Linked DNA regions of Mus musculus: region 2 is linked to region 1. A link is a contact called in public Hi-C data. All regions are on one chromosome and are shown on one strand. The core of a region is the stretch at or near the end of the contact, and the rest is flanking DNA. Distances in the headings are between cores, read along the strand shown.

Evidence for each region. Hi-C and Micro-C count contacts between places; a contact is called where the count stands out from the background.
Region 2: a Hi-C map of uterus shows a contact between it and region 1, with 3 times the contacts expected there. The contact joins two enhancer-like sites. A contact is called at or near these places in 2 of 484 Hi-C or Micro-C datasets (both in uterus), 1 of 115 datasets of contacts at active chromatin or transcription factors (extraembryonic endoderm stem cells) and 1 of 9 other capture datasets (adipose tissue).

Annotation. Positions count from the first base shown.
Region 1 is chr10:3,631,355-3,638,060 of GRCm38.p6, reverse strand. No RefSeq gene overlaps it. Among named protein-coding and RNA genes, the nearest start is that of A330032P22Rik, 83 kb to the left of the region's middle. Within about 2 kb of position 3,745, at least 86 of the 459 cell types and tissues checked have an H3K27ac peak or open chromatin away from gene starts, as enhancers often do. A contact at or near this core is called in uterus, where this site is marked.
Region 2 is chr10:3,894,657-3,901,362 of GRCm38.p6, reverse strand. The region is part of intron 3 of Plekhg1 (pleckstrin homology domain containing, family G (with RhoGef domain) member 1); the gene reads right to left. Among named protein-coding and RNA genes, the nearest start is that of Mthfd1l, 75 kb to the left of the region's middle. Within about 2 kb of position 3,117, at least 12 of the 459 cell types and tissues checked have an H3K27ac peak or open chromatin away from gene starts, as enhancers often do. A contact at or near this core is called in uterus, where this site is marked.

The DNA.
Region 1 (6,706 bases), core at 2,496-4,995:
GGTTGTGGTGTGGATGTGGGTGTGGTGTGGTGTGTGTGGTATGGTGTGTGTGTGTACTGGCTAGTTTTGTGTCAACTTGACACAGCTGGAGTTATCACAGAGAAAGGAGCTTCAGTTGAGGAAATACCTCCATGAGATCCAGCTGTAAGGCATTTTCTCAATTAGTGATCAAGGGGGAAAGGCCCCTTGTGGGTGGGACCATCTCTGGGCTGGTAGTCTTGGGTTCTATAAGAGAGCAGGCTGAGCAAGCCAGGGGGAGCAAGCCAGTAAAGACCATCCCTCCATGGCTTCTGCATCAGCTCCTGCTTCCTGACCTGCTTGAGTTCCAGTCCTGACTTCCTTTGGTGATGAACAGCAGTATGGAAGTGCAAGCCGAATAAACCCTTTCCTCCCCAACTTGCTTCTTGGTCATGATGTTTGTGTAGGAATAGAAACCCTGACTAAGACAGTGTGTGGTGTGTGTGTGGTGTGGTGTGTGTGTGGTATGCATGTGTGTGCCTTGTGGTATATCTACATCTTGTGATACATTTATACAGATACCAAACAATGAACTGATCCATAGAGAGACACAATAGTAAGATCTTGAAAGAGACAAGATATAAATAATATATAGTATTCTCTGATCTACCAGCAGGAAGTGGGGAGAGGTAGTGAGGTTGGGCCTGGCAAGGGCGTTTGAAACCTAAAAGCCCACCCCCAGGGACATAGTTCCTCCAACAAGGCCACACCTCCTAATGTTTCTCAGCCAGTTCCACTGACTCAGGACCAAGCATCCAAACCCATGAGCTTATAGGGACCATTCTCATTAAACCATCACACTCAGAGAATCACAAAAACAAAGACCTGAGAATAAGAGGGGGACCTGTTGGGATAAAGAGGTTCTACCAGAGAGGGAGAGGGGTGAGAGAGGGCCATGAGGGGTGAAAATGACCAAAATACATCCTGGTGCATGACAATTGTCAACAAATACTTTTTTTTTTAAGAACCCCACTCATTTAGCTACCAGGGTTCTAGTTTTCTTTAATGATTTTAATACTGAAGATTTGTTACAATGATGTGGCCAGTGTTCCACTTTCCTATTTTGTCCCCATGCTTATACGTAATCTTGTACATAGACTTCAACGCTGAATCCTGGTGGCAGCAATGCCATACACTCTAGACACTAAACCTTCTTACCACACCTTTCCCTAGGTCCAGGTTTTAGCTCAGTCTTAGGAGGAAATATGTAAGCAAGGCTTGAGAACAGCTCCAGAGCTTCCTCTGCTGCCAATCAGCCCCTCTGTGGAGGCGGCCATGGGCACTGGAGATGATCCTAGAGATCACATGGTCCACTCCCATGTTTCATTGGAAAGGAAAAATTCTATTCGCACTGCTCTGAGTGGCCAAACTGGAACTAGAATTTTGGATTCTTAATTCCTAGCCCATGACTCTTTCTACCAAATGTTAGTGCTTCATAAACCAATAACATTGAAATCTATTAAGCACCCAGCATCCAGATGTGGTACCCAAGCATGCAGTGTTCACACGGCAACGCTTTAGGGAAAACAAAACATGCGTGATACCCTGAGCTCATCCAAATGACTTTGTCTTATGAAAAGAAAATGTGCTGTGACTTTTATGATTTAACACATAATGAGACAATGCACTGGAAGATGTCTCCTCTGTGGCAGCTGTAAGTGGAGAGAAAGCATGTGTGTGTGTGTGTGTGTGTGTGTGTGTGTGTGTGTGTGTGTGTTTTGAATGTTTGCTAAGATCTTGGCATAGTTTTTTTTTTATTTGTCATGGAATACTTTTTTTAAAATTAAACATTTTGTTCATTTACATTTCAAATAGTATCTTCCTTCCCAGTTACCCTTCCACAGACCCCCCCCCATCCCATCCCTCTTTCCTCCCTCCTCTTTGCCTCTATGAGGGTGCTCCTCCACCCACCCAAATCCTTCCTCACTGTTATAGCATCCCCCTTTGCTGGGGCATTAAGCCTCCATAGGACCAAGGGCCTCTCCTCCCATTGATGTCCTCATGGTACCTTCTCCAAAACTGACCATATAATCAGACACAAAATAAGCCTCAACTGATATAAGAACATTGAATTAATCCCATGTATTTTATCAGACAACCATGGACTAAGGCTGGTCTTCAATAACAACAAAAACAACAGAAAACCCACATACACATAGAAGCTGAACAACTCTCTACTCAGTGATAACTTGGTCAGCGAAGAAATAAAAAAAGAAACTAAGGACTTTTTAGAATCTAATGAAAATTAAGGCACAACACACCCAAAGTTGGTATAGTTTTTAATAGCTCCCTTTTATTCCAGAAAACTCCAAATTTAAAAGACAATTATATTATCATGATAATTACAAGAAATTTCTAGCAAATAAGCACTGTTGTAGCATCTGCTGCTTGTTTTCTTTTTATTACTGGAAATAAGTAGTGAGTTTGGGGTAACAAGCTTATAATCAACGTGTAAATCACGCTAGACTGGAGGAAAGAATACACTTTTCTCTCTTACCATTCTGGAGAAAACATCTCAGTTGATTCACTTGAAATGGCCTCAGAGATGATCATGAGAACACTACTTAATGCGAGAAAGAGGAGTGTCATTTTTCTGGTGCCCCGGTTATAAAGCTACAGTTGTTCAACTAGGGTTTTCAACCAGGAACATGTTAAATGCTGAGCATGGTGGCACACACACTTGGGAGGCTGAGGCAGAACAACTGAAATTTGGAGGCTAGCCTGGGCTATGGGGGAAAGACGCTGACTTAAAGACAAAGGAAATTCAGTGTGATGTCTCCCTCTGAGCTCACTGGAAACGTATCTCCTCACTCTGTGTAGTTGTAACCTTCCACCCATATAAAGAGCCCAAGATTAGATAAGGTAGTGCATCACTTCAAGGTACATAGCCCTTCATAGAATATATAGGATTAGGACATCCACAATCACTCCAGGCAGAGGTAGGAGTTTCTCACTAACCTGGGTTGCGGATCCTGTAAGTGCCACCTGGGACACTTCTCTCCCATGCCCAGCGAGTGGAGAGAAAAAGTAGAGTCAGAGCTGCTGGCACAGATCCATGATTCCAGCCACTCAGGAATCTGAGGCAGTTCGAAGCCTGCTTGGACAGTAAAGCGAGTTCAAAGACATTCTGGGGTGAGATTCTGTCTCTAAATGCAACACAAAAAGAGGGCTGGAGATACTACTCAGGATAACGTGCGCGCGCGCGCGCGCGCACACACACACACACACACACACACACACACACAGAGGTGGGGCAGAGAGACAGAGAGACACTGAGAGCACTCCAGGAATTACAATTAAATGTGCTCTTGTAAGAACTTAGACAAGATCCATCCATTTGTCTAAGAATTTCATAATTTCATTGTTTTTAATAGCTCCGTAGTACTCCATTGTGTAAATGCACACATTTTCTGTATCCATTTCTCTGTTGAGGGACATCTGGGTTCTTTCCAGCTTTTGACTATAGAGCTTAGAACAGTGCCTGAAAGTAAGGGTAGTTTTGCATTGCTGTGGTTGAGTATTTGTCATTGCTGTTAGCAATGACAACAAGGGAGGTTTTAGTTCCGCACTGTCACTATAATCCCAATCAAGGGCTAGCACTGCTGCCTTGCTGACGTCAGTTATTATCTTCTTCCTTTCCTTATTAGTGAATAGTCATCCCTCCGGACTGTTGTCAGCCTGAGCTGCTGAATTCATGGCTGTTCTCCAGCATCTGCTTAGGGTTGAGGCTGTGGGATGCTGCCAGTCCAGCCATAGACACTGTGGACAACAGCATCCGTTCCTTTCACTGCTGAGTCCTAGACTGTCTGAGATGACAGTAACTGTGACAGCCACCTCCTCCCTCAAGTCTGAGTAAGAGGGTGTGGGGGAGGTAGGGAGGATGGCTCATGCTTTTCCTCAATGAGGCAGGGGGAGAGAGAAGATGGAAAGAGGAAGGGGGATGGAGAGGGGCAGGGGTTGTGGATCCTATGGGAGGAGGGGGACACTCCAGGCCACCCTTGAAACAAATGTTTCCAGTGACTCTCTCACATAAAAACAACTCTGCCTCCTCCCCTGCAAGAGCCCAACCAGCTGTTTCCACTTCCGTAGCATCTGGTCACTTACTGAAGTGTTTACTAACTTCTCATGCAGAACTTTTTAAATAGAGGAAAACCAGGAGCTTGTCTGTACCAACTAGACAACAGAGATAAGGGAGAATTCAGAGACAAACAACAGAAAAGCAGAATTAAGGCCTGGAATCCAGGCTTGATCAGGACAGCGGATTGATTGCTCTTCGAATCTGTGACTTTCCCAATCATTGAGAGGACTGAGCCCTCTCTATCCCACAGTGATGCTGGATGTAATGGACTACAAGGAGACCAGAGCTGCTCAGGAGCAACCCAGGATGACAGCAGGAACAACATCATGCTCGAAAGCCAACACCTGTGAAGCAAACAGAATCTCTGAGCTTGATCTCCAGCTCTGCCTCCTGGGAACTGTGTGACATGGGGTGAATTACTGACCCTCTCTGAGCCACTGTTTCATCATTTACCAAATGGAAAGAATAGTATTTGCAGTACTAACAATTTAAGCTTATCCCCAACTAGCTTACAAATAAATGAGACTCAAACTATGGTTATTTTATTTGGCGTTGACAACTACAGGGGTCACCTCTAATCTACTCTTCTAACTTCTGGCTTGGCTACCTCCCCAGCAGTGTACCCCAGATACTTGCTGAACCTCCAGACCATGAGCTCATTGTTCCTCTGCCCTCATGGCGGCTTCTTCCTCCTCTTTCTTCCTGGTCTCTCCTCCTCTGACCAGGTCACTCTAAACCCACCCACCTCTAATCCTTCCAGTAATTGGCTGTATCCAATTGTATTTAACCAATAGTTTTAAATCAAGGAACAAAGTTTGTATAACAAAAGCTTGTAATCATGAGAAGTCATTCGTAGACCCAGACGTCCTTGTATAAAAGCATTACAATACATAGCAATAGACCAAACCTCTACAAGTATTAGCTTCATAGGCTTGTTGTGGAGTTAAATAAATTAATATAAAGCACTTTTTTGAAAAATATTGCTTGGCCTTTCCTAAGCATTTCAGCAGCATCTGCTCTCTTTACTATGAGTACATGTAAGTTCTCACAACTACTTTAGAGGGCACAAAGAAATGCTGTTTGTTTAATACAATGAAGAGTTATTAAATCAAATGGACTAACAAACCCACCACCTCAAATGCACAATGTGTTTCTGAAGATTTTCAAACTTACTTTTGGAGAAATACTAAAATGTGTAGTGGCCAATTATTTTATTTGTCCTATTGTGTCTATTATCAGTTCTGTGATACTGTTAACAAGACACCTGAGACCATACACCAGCAGAAAAGAAAGGCTTACCTTGGCTCATTTGTAGACTACAGGAGCAAAGGACATTCACCTTGACTTGAGTTTCTATAGGTGGCATGTCCCTCTACCATGAATGGAATCCTCACCTGCTGAGAGAGAGAGAGAGAGAGAGAGAGAGAGAGAGAGAGAGAGAGAGAAAGAGAGAGAGAGAGAGAGAGCGCGCACAGCATGTAAACTCTTTTTCTTCCCTGTTGTGATTTCAATGTGAAATGTCCCCCATGGTCTCCTGTGTTTACACATGTGGTCCCCAGCTGTCTGGGAAGGTTGTAGAATCTGTAGGTCCTAAAGGCTCTCAACCTTGCTAATGCTGAGACCCTTTAACACAGTTCTTCAGATTGTGATGACCTCCAACCATAAAAGGATTTTGATACTACGTCATAACTGTAATTTTGCTACTGTTATGAAGCATAATATAAATATCTGATGTATAGGATGTCTGATTTGTGACGTCCCTCATCCCTCAGTTGAGTACTACTGCTTTATGTTTATGGCTATGCTTAAAGTTTATGGCTGAGGTATTTATTAATAAATAATTAGTCTCAGAAATGTCATTCCGGAAGCTGGGGCTAGGAAAGGGAAAACAGATTTATTTTTACAGGTGATCATTAACGCTTGCAACGTTTCTGAGACACATAGAACCTTTGACACCTCCATGAGTTGATCCTCCCCTAGCCCCACATGAGGGGGGAGCATCCTTGTGGCTTTTAGCAGAGCCTGGAAATAGCCTGGAAATGGGATGTTAAATGGCTAACATCTTCCAGCCCTGTCTTGTGTGAACATAGAGTCTTCAGGCTTCTTCATCCACCAGTCTCAGCCTTGCTTCACCCCTCTCCTCACATCAGCAGCAAGCACTGTTATCAACTGAATGAGCTTTCAAGGATGCATCCAGGTGTCTGTTATCCGTGGTGCAGATTAGTCCAGCTCATGGCCAACCCCTCAGCTTGCCTGGAGCCTTCTGATCTTCACAATGCCTATGATTAGATAGATGCCTGACTACAATTCCCATTGTTTGACCTCCCAGAGCCAGCCACCCTTGGAAAGAAGACAATTCAAGGGAACAGGGTGTGGAGAGAAGAAAGAGACCCGCACCGCACAAGGTTCTATTATTATTATTTATTATTATTATTGGATATTCTCTTTATTTACATTTCAAATGTTATCCTCTTTCCAGGTCTCGTCCCTGCCAGGTTCTTATCCCCTGGGACAACTAACAAGATTTCCCTCCTTCCTCCCCATGGATAATTGGAATGCAAACACCTTCCTTCCACAGGTCTGTACCCCTTTCAGCTTCGAACCTGATGG
Region 2 (6,706 bases), core at 1,868-4,367, 260 kb before region 1:
ATGTGTCTGTATGTGTGTGCGCACACACATAAGTGTCCAAGGAAGCAGGATGTATCTGATCCCCCTAGAGCTATAGTTACAAACAGCTGTGAACTGCTCGACTTGGGCACTGGAAACTGAACTTGGGTCCTCTGGAAGAGCAGTAAATGGTCTTAACCACTGAGACACCTTTCCAGACCCTAATTAGACATTCTAAGGGGCATTTTGCATGAAAACTAAAAGTAAACTAGAGAATGTGGCCCCTGCCAACACATCAAGCTGAGAGTACAGTTGGGTTGGGGTCTGGGTTGCTAGACTCACATGACTAGCTGCTGCAGGCTGTGAATGAGAAACCCAGGCAAAAGCCTTAAAAAGCTTCATCTGGGGTTACAGATAAAGCCTCTCCCCCCGACCCCTGCTCCCCATCAGATCTCTAAAGGAAAGTGCTTTGAAACCCTGAGAGTCCATGGCAGAGACCCTGTATTTTAAAAGTTGCTTGCTTTTCTTGTTGAGAAAATAGGCCACTAGGAGTCCACATTTTTGTAGGTCACTCTAGATAACAGATCAAAGTTTAATGGCCACAACTGGTTCCCCGCTCTGACCATAATTAAGTCTTTTAAATAGGGGACGTTAACCCTGAACCAGTTACTGGAAACTACTGTAGCATGTGCTGCCTTGGCAGCTGTAATCATCCGCAGCCAAAATGAGAGGCTGGAAACTCGGCCTAATAACAGCTCCGTCTCAGCCGAAATGACGGAGTGGGCACATCAGTGAGCCCTCTGAGAGCCCGTCGTCACACTGCCTAGTAATTTCACTGGCTTCATGTCAGCACCTATGGCCATTACGCGGCTCACAACCAATCCACAGAAGATGTCTGCATGGGAAAGAATTCTAGGCTAAGAAGGCATTCACTCTATATCAGGTGGGAGTAAACTGACAGAGACCCTCAGAAAGAGAGCTTTCTCCCACTCGGCTTTCCTACTGCAATTGTAAATGTGCTTTGGAGTGTCTAGTTTTTAAGTAGTTTATGTCCCTAAGGTTGTCTTCACTGGATGGCTTGTATGTGACCCGTCTTATTCTGGCTTTTTATTTGAAAATATCAAAGTAGAGTCTAACTTAGTGCCCAGTCGAGGTGTGGCAGTGGACAGAAGACAGTTTAAACACTGTTTTGGACCCTACAATAATGTAAGGACAGAACCTGAAGGTAACCAGGTTGACACCTTAATAATAAGTTTGACTATTTTGGTTCTATTAATAAATTTGTTTTTATAATTGATATGTATTTTATGTATTTACCATCTAGAGACTGCCATACCCGGCGATCCATCCCATAATCAGCTTCCAAACGCTGATACCATTGCATACACCAGCAAGATTTTGCTGAAAGGACCCTGATATAGCTCTCTCTTGTGAGACTATGCTGGGGCCTAGCAAACACAGAAGTGGATGCTCACAGTCAGCTATTGGATGGGTCACACGGCCCCCAATGGAGGAGCTAAAGAAAGTACCCAAGGAGCTAAAGGGATCTGCAACCCTATAGGTGGAACAAAATTATGAACTAACCAGTACCCCGGAGCTCTTGACTCTAGCTGCATATGTATCAAAAGATGGCCTAGTCAGCTATCACTGGAAAGAGAGGCCCATTGGACACGCAAACTTTATATGCCCCAGTACAGGGGAACGCCAGGGCCAAAAAGTGGGAGTGGGTGGGTAGGGCAGTGGGGAGGGGGGAGGGTATGGGGGACTTTTGGGATAGCATTGGAAATGTAAATGAGAAAAATACCTAATTAAAAAATATATAAAAGAAAGATAGAAAACTAGAAAAAAATTAAAATTATTTAAAATTTTTATTTTTTAAAGATTTTTTAAAAAAGATTTATTTATTTATTATGTATAAGAGTACACTGTAGTTGTGAGCCTTTACGTGGTTCTTGGGAATTGAATTTAGGACCTCTGCTAGCTCTAGTCAGCCTTGCTCACTCTGGCCCAAAGATTTATTAATTATTATAAGTAAGTACACTGTAGCTGTCTTCAGACACACCAGAAAAGGGCATCATATCCCATTACAGGTGGTTGTGAGCCACCATGTGATTGCTGGGATTTGAACTCAGGACCTTTGGAAAAGCAGTCCTCTTACCCACTGAACCATCTCGCCAACCCATTGGTATTATTATTATTACTATTATTATTATTTTATGTGCATGAATACTTTGCCTGCATGTATGTCTGTGCACCATGAGCTTCCATGATTCCTCAGAAATCAAAAGAGGGTGTCTGACCTTCACTGGACCTGTGCTTATAGGCAGGTGTGAGTTTCCACACGAGTACCAGGAACAGAACCATACCTCTAACCACAGAACTAGCATACCTTTATTCTTTCCCATTTCATTATTTTACAAAAACAATAATGAGTAACAAACTATAAAATGGTATGCATGCACACACACGCACACACACACACACACACACACACACACACACACACACACGTGAAGCAGTTAAAGAAATCTTGGTCTAGATAATCATGCTGCAAAGACACAAAAGGATACTACAGCTCTACAGAGCTCACTGGGACAATTTCTACAAGGTGCTTGAAGGAGCTTAGCCAGTGGCTCCTCCATCCTCTCTCTTCTTTGAGATCATGTTTAAAATGTTAGAACCTGGTTAACATGGCACTAGAGACAAACCACAATGAAGAACAGGCAGTTATTTACATGAAATGTAGCTATGGTGCCTCCTTATGTTTAAATCCATCTTATCCTGCACTCTCTTTAGCTTGGAGATACAAAGGAAACTGGAAACGTCTTTCCTAATTGTCTTGCTTGTATTTCAAGCTCCTACACAGTGGACTTCTATAGTGTTTTTGTGTTCAGCCTCTTCTGTTAGCACTTTGTACCCTGGTCTTTGAATAGAGTGCCTATAGTTTCCCCTTTTCTTGATGGTGGTGGTGGTCTTTTATTTTGGAGAGAGCATCTCCTCCATTTCACAGAAGCCACCACCTGGTACTGTGTTAGGATGCCAGTGACACCAGAATGACCTACATTGATATATTGATTTACAGTGTAGAAGCACACTCCCTTCCACTCAGCTAGTCCTTCCTCCTGTTTTTTCCGAGGGCGTTAAGAGTAGGTGCCAAGTTCTATTTTACAAGCTAGTTGTTTACAAGCTGAATCACACAGGATCCCTTCCTGCAAGGAGCTGCCTCCTTGGCTAGCTGAAACGACAAGTATCAACAAACAGGTCCATGTACATTTCTGGCTAAAAGACCAATACATGATCAGGAGAGAAGGACCCACATATTCAGTACAGAAGGATCACAGGCAAAGGCAGAGGTGGTCCATTCCAGGAACGGATTGTAGCCCTTGGCAGGAGAGAAGATCTTTTTAAAGAGAGACACTTGTGCTACCCTACTGAAAAACAATGGACTCCAAAGGAAAACATTTGTACTGCAATTCCACACTGGGCATGGGGGAGAGGAGAAAGGCTTTGATATTAGCCAGAAGAGGAACTTGTCTCCCAAGAGGGCATCACCCAAAAGCTGGATCAATGACGGGCAGAGACAAACCTTGATCAGGATCATACACACACACACACACACACACACACACACACACACACACACACATGTATGTATGTATGTATGTATGTATGTATGTATGTGGATATATGTGAAGATACATATTTATGAGGATATATAGTGATGTATATTATATATATATATAAGCCATACCTCTAAAACTCCCTGCTGCAAAGCAACTTCCATCAGGCAGCAGTACAGAGGAGCCCTAACTTTTTCTTTTTTGTAACTTTTCCCTTTCCTTTCCCCCATTTCTTTTTCTTTTGGATGCTTGCCCGAAGTCTAAGCATGCTCTCCCAGACACTCTGGCCTTTCCCACCTGCCCTCTGAAGCTCCCACTGCTGCCCTCTCTCTGACACACACACATCTGGCTTCTGCCAGGCCCCTGCCTGTTGACTTCCATTGCACAGATTGCTGGCCTAACTCAAATGGCATGCCTCTCTTCCTCTTCTCTGTCTCCATTTCCCTGGCAGCTGTTGAGATTTACAGCTTGCCTGTTCTGTTTTTCTCCCAACCGCTAATAATATTGTCCTAGAGCTTCCTTCCAAGTCTATTTCTAAGTTCTTTTATTAACAAAACTATCCAGACTACAATCCAAAAGAGGCCACTCCTAATTCCCTAGCAACAGTAGTAGCAACCAGAGGATGCAATGAGATAAATACTCTAGCATTAGTACCAAAAAGGCAACCATAGGGAGTTTGGTTAGACCAGAGTAGCTACATATGGGAGCACGCTACCTGAACCTGAAAGCAGTGGAGGGAGGGACATTTAACAAGTGAGGAGGGGGAGGGGAGGGAGGGCGTCCGAGAGAGGTGTGCTTGGATCACCTGGTCTAGTAATTGCAGGCCTCCAGAGGAGGAAGCCTGGGATCCCCTCCCTTTTTCCACATTTTGTCACTGAGGAGGAATGAGCAGTTCTTCAGCTCCCTACAGGGCACTTTACTGTCCACTGGGCTAGCAGGTGGGTTGAAAGGCACTGAGTACACAGGACCCTTGGCTTCCTCTTTTGTTGGGTCATATCAGGGAGGCAGCTGAGCTATGGGCCTAGGCACCCACCATCTTCTATCTTCCCTTTTAGTTTTTTTCCAGGTATTGGACCTGCAGAGGCCAAAGTAGGTAGTTTTAGACTTTTTTGACAGGCTGGACACGTCTCCAAACCAAGACGACCTTTCTCTAACATCTCTGAAGATTTGTGGTGAGAGGAACAATGCCTATTTTGACCTGTCACATGCAGATAGTAGGGTTTTGCATAGCTCCGGCTTGTAGTCTGTCCCTATCAGGGGCCAAGCTCTGAGTAGGGCTTCTGTTTTGTAGTCACTGTCCTCTGTATAGCATGCCGGGGAATGGCTATGCCTGCTAAGACTGGCTTAGAATCCCAGGCCTCTGACTGAATCCCTACTTGGTCACCTTAGCATTCTGTCCCTAAGGGGATGGACCAGAAGGCAGCATTAGCCTGAGGATAAAGATAACACACAAACATTGGACCTGTTAAGATTGTGGTGACTTAGGGACATCTCTGAGGAATCACCAGGAAGGAGTGACCCATGAATAGTTGGCCAAGGGAGTTCTGGCCCATCTATGAAGAGTTGAGGTCCATCTTAATTACACTCTATTGACAGAAAGCAGGAGCCAATGCTTATCCTGTGTTTCAGATTCAATGAGCACAGCAAGTGCCTGTTCATGAGAAGGTGGGATCCCAGGGCCAGCACACCTTAACCTCAGTAGACCAGCAGCCTACACTGGCAGGAAAGAACAACTCAGGAGTCTTCTTACCTGGAGGAGCATCTAACATCTCCGGCAAATAGAGGCTTAGCAAGGAGTGTTGGGGATGCAAGACTTTGGGTAGTGGCGAATACAGTGTCTACCCCATGGAGATCAGGCCCTGGGCAAAGGTGAGGAAGAGGCGATTGCGTGGACTGTAAGGGTCTGAAAGTCCAGAGCCAGCCATGATACTTCTTACTTTCCCCTGAAACAATCTTAGGAACGTTGGGTAGGGATGGATGTCTAACCCTAACACTAGAAGGGCTTATTGATCGATTTGGAAGAAGGGTAGTAGATTGGGGGAAGATCGAAAGGTTTTGCTAGATAAGAAGGGGTGTATGAGCAGGAGGGTGTGTGGAGAGATGGATGTGTCCACCCATCATCATCTGTCACCTTTGCATCCACAGCTGGGCTCTTGACACAGGAGGAAGCAGGAAAAAGAAGCTTGAAACTTTAAGATGCCATCCAATAACTTTATTATAATGCATTCAGTAAAGGCTTAGAGGTACGTGCTATGCTTTATGTCTTGTGTACAGGGTTAGGAAAATGTTCAGAAATGACAATACTATCCCTATCTCTGTAGGTTCTACACACACACACACACACACACACACACACACACACACACAGAGACAGAGAGAGAGACAGAGACTTAAAATGTAAGTCACAGCATGGTAATTTGAGTGGGGTAAGAATTATTTACAAAGAGCTTTGAGCCATTTTCAAAGTATATAAACTTTTAATCTTTCCTTCAAATACACCACTGAAATCTTATAGTGAAAAATCCCTGTGGTGGTTGGAAAGCTCTAATATTCAGGCTGATGTCTGTCTCTCTTTGCTCAACGCTTCTGTGGGAGGAGGACACTGTTAAAATACTGGGAGCTGAGACCCTGTACAGCTGCCCTATCAGGCCCCAAACAAAAGCTGGAACGATGGAGACAATGCTACTTCAGGCCTATGGCATACGCCAACAGGGTGGCTTGAAGCACTGTGGACAGTGGAACACCACAAAGATCTTTCTGTAAGTGTCTCTGAAGGGGGGGGGGGGAGGGGAGAAGAAAGGGAAGAGAGAGAAAGAGAAGCAGAAGAAAGTGGTAGAAAAAAAAAAACAGCAGGAAAACAGAAAGACAAAGATGGGTGATGGAAAGAGGAGAAAGGGGAAAGAGGGGAGAGTTGGGGCAGGGTGTCACACTGAACATTAGAATTAGAGGCAGCTCCTCCTCCTGCTGACAGGAACTCGGGTCTCATTTCAGGCTTCCCAATCTATCGCACAGAGGCTGGGCCCATTGACAATATGTGGACATCTGCTAAGGACTCGGAGATGTTTTGATAAAAGAGTAATAAACCCTGAGGTTTTGCCTCATTTAAGCTCTGTAAGATTTTTCAATAC